2 separate regions of the Zea mays genome follow, and region 2 is linked to region 1. A link is a contact called in public Hi-C data. All regions are on one chromosome and are shown on one strand. Each heading gives the region's core, a stretch centred on a gene start, on an enhancer-like site or on the middle of the called end of the contact. The rest is flanking DNA. Distances are from core to core; before and after follow the strand shown.

What was found. Hi-C and Micro-C count contacts between places; a contact is called where the count stands out from the background.
Region 2: a contact with region 1 is called in a Hi-C map of bundle sheath, with 4 times the contacts expected there. The contact joins the promoter of LOC100275177 here to the promoter of LOC100282274 in region 1. A contact is called at or near these places in 2 of 25 Hi-C or Micro-C datasets (bundle sheath and endosperm).

What each region holds. Positions count from the first base shown.
Region 1 is chr4:146,396,950-146,403,697 of Zm-B73-REFERENCE-NAM-5.0, forward strand. LOC100282274 (enzyme of the cupin superfamily) reads left to right here and starts at 3,094. Exons shown (of 2, transcript NM_001155186.2): 1 at 3,094-3,359; 2 at 3,465-4,045. The coding sequence starts at 3,235. The coding sequence ends at 3,675. LOC103653785 (transcription factor bHLH130) reads right to left here. Exons shown (of 4, transcript XM_008680588.3): 4 at 6,497-6,748.
Region 2 is chr4:146,710,463-146,717,210 of Zm-B73-REFERENCE-NAM-5.0, forward strand. LOC100275177 (embryo sac development arrest 6) reads right to left here and starts at 3,639. Exons shown (of 1, transcript NM_001365865.1): 1 at 2,570-3,639. The coding sequence starts at 3,411. The coding sequence ends at 2,941.

The DNA of each region.
Region 1 (6,748 bases), core at 1,844-4,343:
AACTGTATTTATGATCTAAAGTCTCAAAGTTGTATCATGCAATCTCTTAACTATCTCTTGTACTTAAAAAACATTCCGGTGTCTCTAGGTTATACACGCCCTAATGTCCGTTTTATCAATGAATTTGATAAGTTCATCGACCAAGAAGACATAAAGATACTTAGTGTGCTCTTTCGAACATGGGATGTCCAAAACATAGGATTCATCATTTGTAATTCTTCAAAGATTTAAAACACAGGAGATTCTCTAAAGTAGCATTTGAATACATCACTAGAGAAACTCATGAACTAGAAGAGAGGAATAGGCATAAGAGAACCTTTTCAAAAAAATTGGACATTGTGTTATATTTCCTCCCAATTTTGTATGAATTGAGCCATTATATAGCCTTGTTGTAGGGTTTCAAGATAGTCGATCCTCTATTCCGAAGGGTCACATAGAAAAAATTATATAGGTTTATAACTGTCAAAATCTCCTTCGTGAATTGGGGGTCTACATATTTGCTTATTTTCAAAATGACTTATTTGTTCCTTGGTAGAATGGGACATAACAAGGTTTAAAATAGTGGTCTAGGGGCATAATGTTTTTGAGGCTACAAGGCTATTGCGCATCTATAACGCAGTTAGAACAAATATCAGATTTATAAAAAAATAAAAATATGTATTTTTTTGTAAAAATATGGAAGTCAAGATATTTGGCTAAGACCAATATGTTTCCAAGGCTCTAAGAGGCTAGGGATATTACACAATACATGATTCATGGAATTCAAGTGTTTAGCACTTTAGTAACATAGTTAGCCACTAGCTAGGTAGCTACACAACATGTAATTAATAAGTTTACTTAGTTCTAAAATACTAGAGTAGTAAAGAATTTATCATCTCGCTAACATAATAGCAACACAATATCATGATTTAGTACATACAAAAAAAACTTACTAGTGCAATCTATTGATCAAACATAGAGTCATCTGAATAAGAAGAATGAGCACTTGAAGACTATTGATCCATGTCAATATCATGTGCATCATCTTATTGTGTATAAAGCGAGTTCGGATTGTTATGTATGAAGCAAGTTCAGGTTGATCTTCATTACATTCATTAATATCATTGAGTTTCCTCATCCTTCTTTATTACATTCATTAATTTTTTGGCCCGCCATGAAAAATAGAAATAGTGTGGCTATTTCGCTAAAGCTACGGCATTCAGCGAAGCTAAATTAGGCTATAGGGGTTGTAGCTGAATAGCGTCCAAAAGTGAAATATCATAGCTTTATGTCTTCCAAAAGGCTATAGTTGAGCTATAGCCCGCTATTTTAAACCTTAGGACACAATGCACATCCTTTCTTTTAGCGAGGTGTTTAATCTAGTTTATGCAACGAGGCAGTCTATCATCATTTCATTTCTCAGTTTTATTTGCAAAACAAGATGGTTAATCTTTCATTACCTCATTCATCGCAAACTAATAATTACTAGTACTACTATGAGAGCAAAGCCATTCTAACTAAAATTAACGAATGAATCCATAATGGATGAACTATAGTAGCTTGTTTCACCAAACCAAACACTCCATAGGTGCTATAGAAACCCCAAGCTTCTGCTTAATGTTGACTATTGTGGTGTTTTCGCCATTAACGAGCAACCATAATAACCAATATTACTCGCCAGTGTTAGGTAGTGTTTGGCATATATGCTGCTTGTTGAAAAATAATGTAGCTCCTTATTGCTAGTTTTTAATTCATCACAAGAAGTAACTAGACTAATAAATTATTGTAGAAACATCTGTTAGTACAACTTCTGCTTAAATTTGTGAATAAAGTGTGTCAAACAATGTCTTAGTTGGATACCAGTTTATTTGAGTATACATCTATTGGTTTTCCAAGACTCAACAACGCGATACTCTATTTTCGTGATTACTAATGTTGCTATAGTCAACACTAGTCATCAATTGGTTTTTTACTATAATATTTTTGGGTTAATAAATACATATGCTTTAATTTGCTATTTTTTGGTAAAGTTTAAACTGATATATTAAGATATACCAAGAATTATAAGAGATTAAATTTCATCCTAAATCAAATCATCATAAATTTGACCAAGTTTATAGATAATAATAACAATAATAAAAATATCAAATTAGCATTGTTATTCAATACATTATGAAATACATTGTCATAAGTGATCTATTTGATATGTTAGATATTAACCATCTTCTCTATAAATTTATTTAAATTAGGCTATGTTCTAAATCTCTAAAACTAATAGTTAGCGGCTAATATTAGTTGAGTGGTTTAGAATGGGTCAACTAATGGACCGACTGTTTGTTAGCTATATCCCAAATAGCCATTAGTTGTTAACTGTTCTAATCTAGACAAATCAGCTAATAGGTAGTTGATGATCGAATTATCTCTGGCACTTTCTACCTAACCGTCGATTTTTCCCTTACAAAGAAGTCAGTCTTTCTCTGAGCTTCTCCTGCCCTGGCTCTTGACCTAGCTAGGTGCACTGCCCGTCGGTTTGTGTTGAACAATTTATTTATTTTGTATGAAATTTAAGTTTGTGGAACCCACTTGTGTGGTATTTTTAAAAAAAAATTATATACTATTTATAATATTTTATTTTTTTATTTGAAATTTTTTATTTCCCAAATATTCATAGCAATAGTAGCATACTGGATAGAAATATGATTCAAAAACAAAGAGAAAGAGACAATGGCAGCAATTACATTTAGCTCATAACAATCTATTAGCTTTAGGTTTGAAACACCCCTAACTATTTAGTTAGCCGGCTAACTAACAACTTATTAGCTGGTTAACAATTTACTCTATAGAGACCTAAGTTTCACTCGGAACAAACTTCGATTCCTTGTGTTTGAGTACGGAGGAAGTATTTTGTGAACTAATTATCCATTCCTAAGCGCTGATCATTTACCCACACATTATCAAGCATCCCAAAGTCTAATCTTATGCACATGGCACATGCATAAAAGAAAATAATAAAATATTTGTCACGCTTTTTATTATTGCTCTCCGGTTTATTACAGGCGTCAGCCGGAAAAGCTTCCGCTCCCAACTGCCCTCGGACCCTCCTTCCCCCCACTACCAGAACTCCTCACCTCACTTCAGCCTCAACGCCTACCAAACTTACGCAGCCTCTCCATAACTGCGAGCTGTTGCTCCTCCTCCCGAGCTACCATTCTCCGTCGATCTCCTCCAGGCTGTAGCGCGCTGCCACGCCCGCCCATGGCCTCGGGCTCGAAACCGGACAGCATGGACACCGACCCTCTTGGCGGCGGCCTCTCCATCGCCGTCGAGCGCAACCCGCCGGAGTCGCGCCTGCAGCAGCTCGGCGTCAGGTCTTGGCCCAAGTGAGCACCGCTGCCGCCGATCACTGCCCGCTAGTTTACTTCTTGGTTTCTCGTCCCCAGCTCCTGATCGCCGTGGCGTATGTAACTGCTGCCGTGCGTGTGCAGGTGGGGTTGCCCGCCGGGGAAGTTCCCGGTGAAGTTCGACGCGCGGCAGACGTGCTACCTGCTCAAGGGCAAGGTGCGGGCGCACATCAAGGGGTCGTCGGAGTGCGTGGAGTTCGGCGCCGGCGACCTCGTCGTCTTCCCCAAGGGGCTCAGCTGCACCTGGGACGTCGCCGCCGCCGTCGACAAGTACTACAAGTTCGACTCGTCCTGACGGCTGACGCACATCGCTCCCGGCCCGGCTCCGCTGATTTGGTCCCGATTATTGGTTCGGCTGCTCGCTTAATTGTGATGATTAGCTTAATTTCCTAGCTAATTTGGTTACATATAGCCCATAGCCTTCTCTGTCGTGTAAAAAAACTGGGAGGGATGCAGCGCATCTAGCTCCCGCGTAGCGTAGCGCGTAGGCCAGTAGATATTCATCCGGCAACTGAAAAAAGAAACCCGGTCAATGCAGGGGCTGTTCAAAGTACCCCTTGTTTATTCGTCCGAGTGCAATCCATCTTGGATGCTTCTTTGACCAGCGCCCTTGGCCTGCGTTGTTTTTTTTAATAATACCTCTATCTTAAAATAGTAGTCATTTTATCTCTTGTTTTTTCTTGTTTTTTATGTCTATATTATATAAATAAAAATAGATATAGATATATATAAACATATATATTAAGTATTGTATTAATCTATTAATTATCTAAAATGAATTTTAATTTATGAGAGAGTATTCGGAAAATCTGACCAATTGCAGCGTTGGTCAAACAAAGAGTAAATTTCATTAGATACTATTGATCTCGTGTTTACATTAATTGAATATGTTTCTCATGTCTCTAAATAGTATACAGAGATATGGCCGTGCCGGAAATTTTTTGTGGCACTATACAAAAAACTAAAATAAGACCTATCTTTAGACAAAATAATATAATTTTTAATATTAATATTGTAATAATTGTTAAACAATATATAATACTTTTGCATTGTAATAAGATAATGAATATATCATGAAACATACCTGAGTTAAATTTTCGATTTCTTACGTTTTTTATAACGTGAATCATATTGTGATATTTTCTAATTGGATTCCGGCGGAAAGATATGAATTTGATGCACTGTTCAATAGACATATAAATATAGGATGTCATGTAAAAAGCAAAAACAAATTACTAGAGCCTAGAGCTAGACGCCTAGACCCAGTAGATAATTATTTTTAATACTCTCTCTATCTCAAAATAGTAGTCATTTTATCTCTTGTTTTTTATGTCTATATTAGATGAATGAAAATAGATCTAGACATATATATAAAACAAATATATTAAGTATTGTATGAACCTATTAATTATCTAAAACAAATTTTATTTTGGGACATCGAGAGTATTCGAAAGTTCTAACCAATTGCAGCGTTGGTCAAACAAAGAGTAAATTTCATTAGATACTATTGATCTCGTGTTTACATTAATTGAATATCTTTCTCATGTCTCTAAATAGTATACAGAGACAGCACCGAGCCGTAAAAATTTGTGGCACTGTAAAAAAACTAAAATAAGGCCTATCTTTAGATATAATAATATAATTCTTAATACTTTTATTAGGTGTATGCCCGTGCGTTGCTACGGAGTCAAGATATAATGGTAAAATACATTGAGATGCAAAGTACTATGATAAAATGCATTGATATGCAAAAAACTAATTGTTATTCTATACTTTTGTTAGCAGTACTAAAAGTGGATGTTTGTATACCTAAAAATAATATAAGATTGTACATGTGCTTTGTCATTGACATCTCAAATAAAATACGTTGATTCCATAGAAGGATAGTGTAAATTAATAACAAAATCAAAAAATTCTCCATCATAGATAAATAGAGTTTAGATATTCAGATGAATAAGTATAAAATAAACTTTTGATAGATTCTAGTGTTTTTTGCAATTTCAGTATGAGAGATAAGAGATATACACCAGGTATATTTCTATGAAAATTTGAAATTACAAAGAGCATGCACGTACATGCATGCTTCTAAAATTATATTTTGCATGAAAACAAAGAATAAAGATAATCCATGACGAGAACATAACTTTTGAAATCTGTTTTACTGGATACGTAATATTCTAACTTCTAAGGAACATGTTAAGTATACAAAGTTCTATCATCAAAATGTGACTTCTAAGGGAGACCAAGGAAGGGGAACTACTTGTGTTAATCGTCAAAATGTGATTTCTTCTTCCCTTTGGCCACACACAGAGAACAACCTGCGTGAGAAGAACAGCCACACCCAAAATAAGGCAAGATCTAAACAAATAGAAAAGGCAGACATAATGAGGAAATCAAAGAAGGGTGCATCCAACAAAACAAGCTATTCTATTGCTTAGTGTGTTCGTATGATGACGACAAGAGCACAAACCACAAAGTTTGTGCTCCAATGTATTGGGGATCCAATGAAGTACACCAATCATGACTGAACATCATTGTGATGATGGTGAGTATAGAACCATCACCTGTTTGTATCAAAGACAATTCTTTGTCACCTTCACACAACTAATCAATGGTCATCCTCATCAGGACCGGGGCATTCATTTGCCAGCACTTCTGGTGATTCATACTGAACAAAGTAGGAAAAGGCATCCAGTTTAAAAAAGGTATAGAAGATGTATAAAAAAATTGAGTTTCTAGAACAAAGTTCACTTTGCATCCACAATAAAGGCAATACTGGTACTGATCACACAACTTAGACAGTATGTTCTGCAAATCCTGCAAAACAACACATGGCATATTAATATCTTCCTCTTTGGCAGCACCAGCACAGTTAGTAGGATTCAGAATTTACAAATTATTTTAGAACATGTCCGTTGACGTCTTTTTCATCAAGAGGCAGAATTCACAATCCATATCCATGCTACACCTCACTGTCTTCTCAGTCTACTCCTTACTTTATCCATATCCATGTTTTAGTATTCTTGAAGCCAGAAAAAACAAGGTTGACTTATTTTTCTGTGTCTAACGACAATAGGGGTAAATTAACCACTTTATACCGAAAGTGTAGTATACATATATCAAAGCTACAATGAAACTATACAGTTGTTTCTCCTATATATCTCCCCAATTTTACCCTTCTCCCTATCATTTGAATGCTTGAGGATGATGCCATTGTTCCATTCCCCTGTGCCCATATAAAGCTACACACTGTATGGTAGATAAGCCTCAAATGCTACAGTTCAAACCCACAAAAAAATGAGAGCTGTCTTACATCTTTTTCTATCCCAAGTGAAGATGCTTTCGAGTTCTGCAGGTCATGTATAGTG
Region 2 (6,748 bases), core at 2,389-4,888, 310 kb after region 1:
GGAACATGTCATTTGGTTCATTAAATATATGATACAATAATGCTCATCATCCTCCTCCTACACATCTTCCTTATTTTCTTTCTCATCTAGTTTTAAATGTTTAATGATTTTTACGACCAACCTGTGGATTCTTTTCATATCATCGTCCATGTTAGCAGTACAATGTTCCAAAAATTGGTAAAGTGCTAAAATAATCTTGATTAAGTTGTCCTCTAGCTTGCCTTGTAGAGCTTGTTCATCGTGCTATTCTCCCATGTCAGGGCACTCGTTGTTGGCAAATTTTCTTCGTGTTGTGCTCTTGTCGTACTATGGCCAATACGTCGTGTTGGTCTGATACTATTTGATGATGCGGAGCTATAATCATTGTTCATGTTGTGATGGGATCGTTTTCTCCCATCACTAGAGTCATCGTTACTGTGACGTGCACATCACTTGTGTTGATGGCGAAGAGCACACCAGATGTACTCCAACTTGAAGTCTGTTTCATCGAGCCTGTTGTGGAAGCTCTCCTTTGTCGCTTTAAGAAGCATAGCATTATTTGATCTTCTGAGTTGGACTTATGCAATCAGTTGTAGATGTCGTTGAAGAGGGTGACCTTACGACTGCTCGTGGACCAACAATCCTTTAGTTGTTTGGGGGTACAGTGGCGAGGAGGTTCGGTGGTGTAGTTGTACCACGTGTGGATCTATAAATTTATGAACTCAAAAATTGTTCTCGACTCAAAATTGTGTCCAACTTATAAAATTATATATGTACTTCTAGTCTTTTGTCCTTCGTCTTAGTTTAAGTCCCTTTATTTTTACGATGCACTAGAGTTTGTGGATTGTTTGAAGGCAGCATCAATGTGGCTGCTTGAAGGCACTATCGTGCCTGTAGGAGAACGAATAGGAGCATGAGCACCATGTGGGAAAAGCGCCATATAGGAGAGGGGAACAGAGGTGGAGCATCATATGATCATATCCATAAGGATGAGCACCATATGGACATCCGTACGAGTATGTAGGAGGGTACGAATAAGCGAAAGGTTGAGGAGGAACATTGATGATAAGAGCTTTAGTGATAGGAGGAGGAGCGTCTATCTTAGGAGGTTCAGTGGTAAGAGGGGCATCAACGGATGGCTGGTATGGAAATGAAGGAGGAGGATAGAGATGTGAAAATAGAGGTTATGGAATCAAGGAATGGGGACAAGCAGGAACGTCCTCCTATCGATGATGGACGGGAGAAATATCATTGAAGAAGACATGACTCACACCTGCATGGGTCTCGGGATGTTGTGAAGATTGCGTAGTGAACAAGTCGATGAACGTACCAAAGTTCGGACTCCACCTTGGATCTATATCAAAACAGATTGAAAGAATACAAATGGAGAGGGCTTATGGATCAAAGAGTGAGAGATGTGAATAAACCCAAGCACCTCCCTCTATTTATAAGGTGGATTCAGAAAACTTTTTTAAAATCTAAACGGTTGAAATAACGATGAGAAATCAAGAGTCGCCACATCAACACCAGACAATCGGTACCAACAAATCTTGTAGGTACCGACCTGGACTCCAACACAGTGGTGGATACCAACCAATCGTTACCGATTGGTTTGGTCCCAACGTGGTCGGTACCGACCACGCCGACCGACCAGCAAGCCCACTGGCCAGCCCATCGATTGGCTGATCAAACCGCTTATCGATTGGAGCGTGGTCGTCGGTACCGACCACACGCCAAGTCACATCGGCAATTAGTAAGAACCAGCGCTGGTCCAGCCTAAGAAAAGATCTAGCGAATTCAAATAACCAACTTATAGTATAGCCTCGTAAGGGTATTGTTAATAATATAGTCCATTGTAAGAATCTTGGAGCCTACCTTGGTATATTAGTTAGCTCTTTACTATTAATACATGGTCCACCTATCTCTCTCATAAAGTTTTTTAGTTATTATGTCTAAGACAGCTATAAGTTTACATACAGCCTTTTCTCTCCTCTTCGTCTCATCATTCAAGCTGCATACATCATGTTAATATGTTATTATACTTGCTCTAACCTATTTTGAACTATTCAAACACCTAAGTCATGCATAACTATTAGCCGGCTTCTTCCATCCATTGCAGCTTACAGAAAAAAAAATTATCCAAACGGGACCCAAGAGGACTTCGTATCTGCTGGAGATAACCAGAGAGGATCCTTGGATTGCTGGATGCCTTAACCTCGCCTGGCCTGGCTGAGCAAGCGAAAACCTGCCTGCACATGTTACAAGACAAGCTAGCCAGGATCCGAACACTTGCTCAGTTCTGTTTTCTTGCTGGGCATGGTAGTACATTGGCCAGCAAGACATCGAAGCAAGGCCCCAAATGTCTTCCGAAACCACGAAGACAGTAACGTGTGCGGGGCTGGACGAGAACTCAAGATGCAAATAAACCTACTGTATTTATTGCTTAACGAAACAATGAGTAAACATGGACATTCGCGGACGAGAGGTAAAATTGCCAGCATCATTTCCACCAAATACGGGAACCATGCATTTGGATTTGTCACAGAAAGCCCAGATGATGATGTCAATTCAAACTAATACTTAGTTACTTGTTACAGTAACAGACACTTCTTATGCTACTACCAAAGCATTACCATGTATTTACATCGATGGTGGATTCATTCACCCACGCCATATGCATCACAGGTTTTTGCCGATGAAGAGGATTTCAGCGAAAGCTAGCAACAGTACCAGTGTACCGTCTCCAGTTTCTCATCCAACAACTACACTAAATTTTTGACAGGAGGAGTTCATTTGCTAATTACCACACGAAAATTTTGAAGGGAAAGAAAGACAGAGGAATGACAAACCAGCCTGCTACGTTCAAAAGCAACGGTTCCTCTGATCGGCCGCCGCCGAGGCGAAGCAGTAGGCAATGCGGCCATGCCGCGGGCCGCGGCCACCAGTGTCATGGCCACCCGGTCACTCCTTAATCCGGAGCCAGCGTCCGAGCTGTGACGGGTTGACGACGCCGGGGATGCGGGCCCCGCCCGTCATAAGCAGGCGCGAAACGTCCGCGTAGCGCCTGCTCGGCTCCGGAGCGGGGGTTGGGGCGGGGGAGGGGGCGGCGGGATCCTTCTCCTTCAGGCGGGGTGGCTCGAGCCTCCGCTCGCCGAGGAGCGTGCCGCACCGCAGGAACTCGTGCGCCAGATACCCTGCCAGCAGCTTGTTGCCGTTGCCCCCGACCTTGGCCCCCTGTTGAGGGAGCGGCGGCTTCGCGCCAAACCTCACCGCCGGGCGATCCAGCTTGACGCCACGCGGGTCGGGCCTAGCGAACGGCGGCGGTTGCCGCTGCAGCGGGGCTGCCTGCTCCGTCGGCGACACTGAGGGATGCGGGCAATAGTCGCGCTCCTTCCGCTTCCCGAGGAAGCCATCGCCACGTGGCGCTTGCATCTCCGCGTGGATCCACAGCTCGACCTCGACGGCCCGGACGCGCCTGCTTGCTATGCCAGAGACGGAATCGCCCGACCGCGACTGGTGGGACACGAAAATGGACAAATGGTACAAGGGGAAAAAGGAAGCGGTTGAGGCCGAGAAAGGGAGGAATGAAGGCGTGGGGCGTGGCCGCGTGGGTCCCGCTGGGGCTGGGTCCCGCGAGAGGCGAACAGGCGTGGTGCGGCCGCTGCCCGCTGGGAAGGGGATCGGAGAATGAATGGGGAGTGAAGCGGGTGCAGGGGCCGGGGAAGGGCAGCGGGTGGTTGTATATATAGGCAGTCGGGTTATCTCCGCCCATTGCATTTGCTATAAATAACAAATCTACCATCGCGTTCTGGATGAGTCTGGACCTGTCCGGCAGAGGTGCAGGGGTTACTCGATGGTTTTTTTGGGCTTGTGGTCGAGTAGTCAGGATAGAATCGTCATTATATCTAGCAGGTTATTTATGGGTGTTTAGTTTAACTCACTAAAGTTTATCACACTAAAGTTTATTACATGTCATAGTGAATATTTAATTCATATTTATGAATATAAAATATAGTATAATTATAAAACTAATTACACATATAACAAATAAAATATAAGACACATTTATTAAACCTAATTAAATCTTTATTTAATACATAATATTTAAATATTAGATGTAACACTAGTTAAACTTTAAACACCTCGTTAAGGTCTTGTTCGTTTGTAAGAGATTTGAAGGGGATTGGATGAATTAAATTATTTCGTATTTAAAATTAAATATGAAGGGACTCAATCACCTCCAATCCACTTAAACCACTCCAAACCGAACATGGCCTAATTGAGCTCTTGTAAGAAATAAAAGGGCCTTTTGTCAAAATTGAATAAGATTGTGTGTGTGATTTAACTTTTTGGCTGTGCCTTTTGTCCCAAAAATAAAAAACTAAACCAAATGCTTCAATCCAGTCAATAAGTTTTTTTTAAAAAAGCCAACTTTCTTGCACTGCAAAATTGACCTATAAAACAACTTTTTGCAGCTTTCAGACGGAAGAACTTGAAAATGTATATAGAAGAGCTTTCAGCGGCTTTTAGCAGTTTTATCCAAACGACTTTTAGTTTTTTATAGCTCACAATGCACAACAACTTTTTCATAGCTCAAAGCCCATAAAAGGTTTTTTCACAGCCATAGTGCGACCAAAAAACCCTAAGAACAACTACAAGCCAACTTATTGAACTTAGGTCTAAAACTAGGGAGCCAGCTTAAGATTATTCTTGCAAGCAGCGACTACAACTTCGCGGGTTACACTCACCCACAGGCAACCTAGTACCTTGCTACCATTGTTACCTAGGTCTAGCAATTCTACTTGTGGGTACAATATCTAACGAGTGGTATAAGAGCGTGTTTGGTTCCACCACAACTAAGAGGGTGTTTGGTTCCACCCAATTAGGCATTGTTTGGATACTCTCGTATTCACCTCAATTCACATGTATTGAAGTGGAATGTGTTGTAAATTAGTTTCAGTTTTCCAATCCACCTCAATACACATGGATTAAGGTGAACACGATAGTATCCAAATCTCTACTATATTAAAGCACCAGTTTCGACGGTCGTCCCGCGTCATATTTTTACAAATAACTCCTTCTATTGTTTGAAATGGCTCACAAGACACATTCTCTTCACATCAATCGCATCTAATCCAATTCGTCTATCCACTCCCCATCCTCAACGAATCCATGCCCCGCACGGCGCGCGAGTGCCTCAATCACCCACACAATGACACAAACCTACGGACGCCATGTCTTCCATTCATAACAACGACCGGCACAACAAGTGGGCTCGCGCCAAATGCACCGCGACAGGAGCCCAACAACCCATGCGCGTCGCTCCCTAGGGGACGAGGAAAGCGGTTTCAACATACCCACACACGCTGCGTCTTCCATACATAGAAATGCGAGGAAAGCAGTTTCAATAGCTACTGGGTGGAGCCGTTTTACTCATCCTAATCCGCCCACCAACCTAGCTACAAAAGGTGGTACCGAGGCCCCTCAAGCGATAGCGGTGGTGGATCTGCTTGCCGTCGGTGCCCTGACGCTCTCTAGCTACTCCGACTTGCCTACGTCCTCCAAGATACGCACATATGTACATCTGAGTTTCTGGCTCACTGACTCCATGGACATCTTCACAGGCCTGTCCACCGAGTTCGTGTCACGTTCATGGGACCTAATGGAGACCGACGCTGCCGGGATGGAGGGCATCGATGACAAGTCACCAACCTTAGGCACGATGACGGGCATTGGCGGCAGCGTCACTTTTGGAATGCGGTGGGTACTACAGTAGACATAGGGGCAGTGTGGCGGTGTTCGGCACCACATGGATCTATGGCACGGTGCCCACCGCGGGAACCATCGGTATGGCGAGCATCAGTGAAGGGTGGCCACGGGCGCAATAGGCGGCTTCAGCACGACAGAAATTCCCAGGACGACGACAGGAGCGATGGGGCCGGGGTGTGAGCAAGATGTCGCATGGTGTGGCACGTAGTACTGCCGTCGCCGATGAGCATGATGAGCGCCATCGTCACGAGTGCTGTGGCGGAGAAGAGAGACGAAACGTCATATGTCATTGCTATCGGCTAGGAGAAGTGTTTCCTCAGGAGTGACGAGCTACAAGGCTGTCCCGCGCTTGCGACAGGTCCTTGGCGAGCATTTTATTGTAGCTCCATTCGAAGTTGAGTGTGTACCGTTTCGCCAGAGCTAGGCCAGTTGGGAACGAGATGAAGATGGTTGGTGGCCTTCTGATGCAAAGCATGGACGACTGTTGTTCGAGGCATTTGGTTCATTAGCTCATCTGTTTCTTGTAGCTGGATCGAAATTAACTATCCCTCGTGCATGACGCAAGACGATACTGGACACCGCTCAACTCATGCATGCTACATCATGAATCCTCGCATTGCCTCTGTTTGATAATTGTTGAGTCATGTTTTCTTCTCTATCAGATTATTGTGCAACAGCCAGAGACATCTTTACGGTCCATGAATTGTGTGTTTAATGTGTGTCTAAGAAAAATAAAAGGGCATAGGTTTAGTGGAAGATGTTGTGGGTCTTTAATCGGCAGTCATACCATGTGTTTATATGGAGTCAATGTCTTGAGTTATAAGTTATCAAGGTTTTTACCATATATATATCGTGAAAAGCCACCAAACCCAATACGGCAGGAAGTCGTACACATATAGTAACACCCCGTTAGCTGAAGGATGATGAGCTACAGAGAGCTCTATAAAAATAAGGATTGGGTTCTTTTTCAACTCATATTTTCTCGGTCTTTTGGATAAAA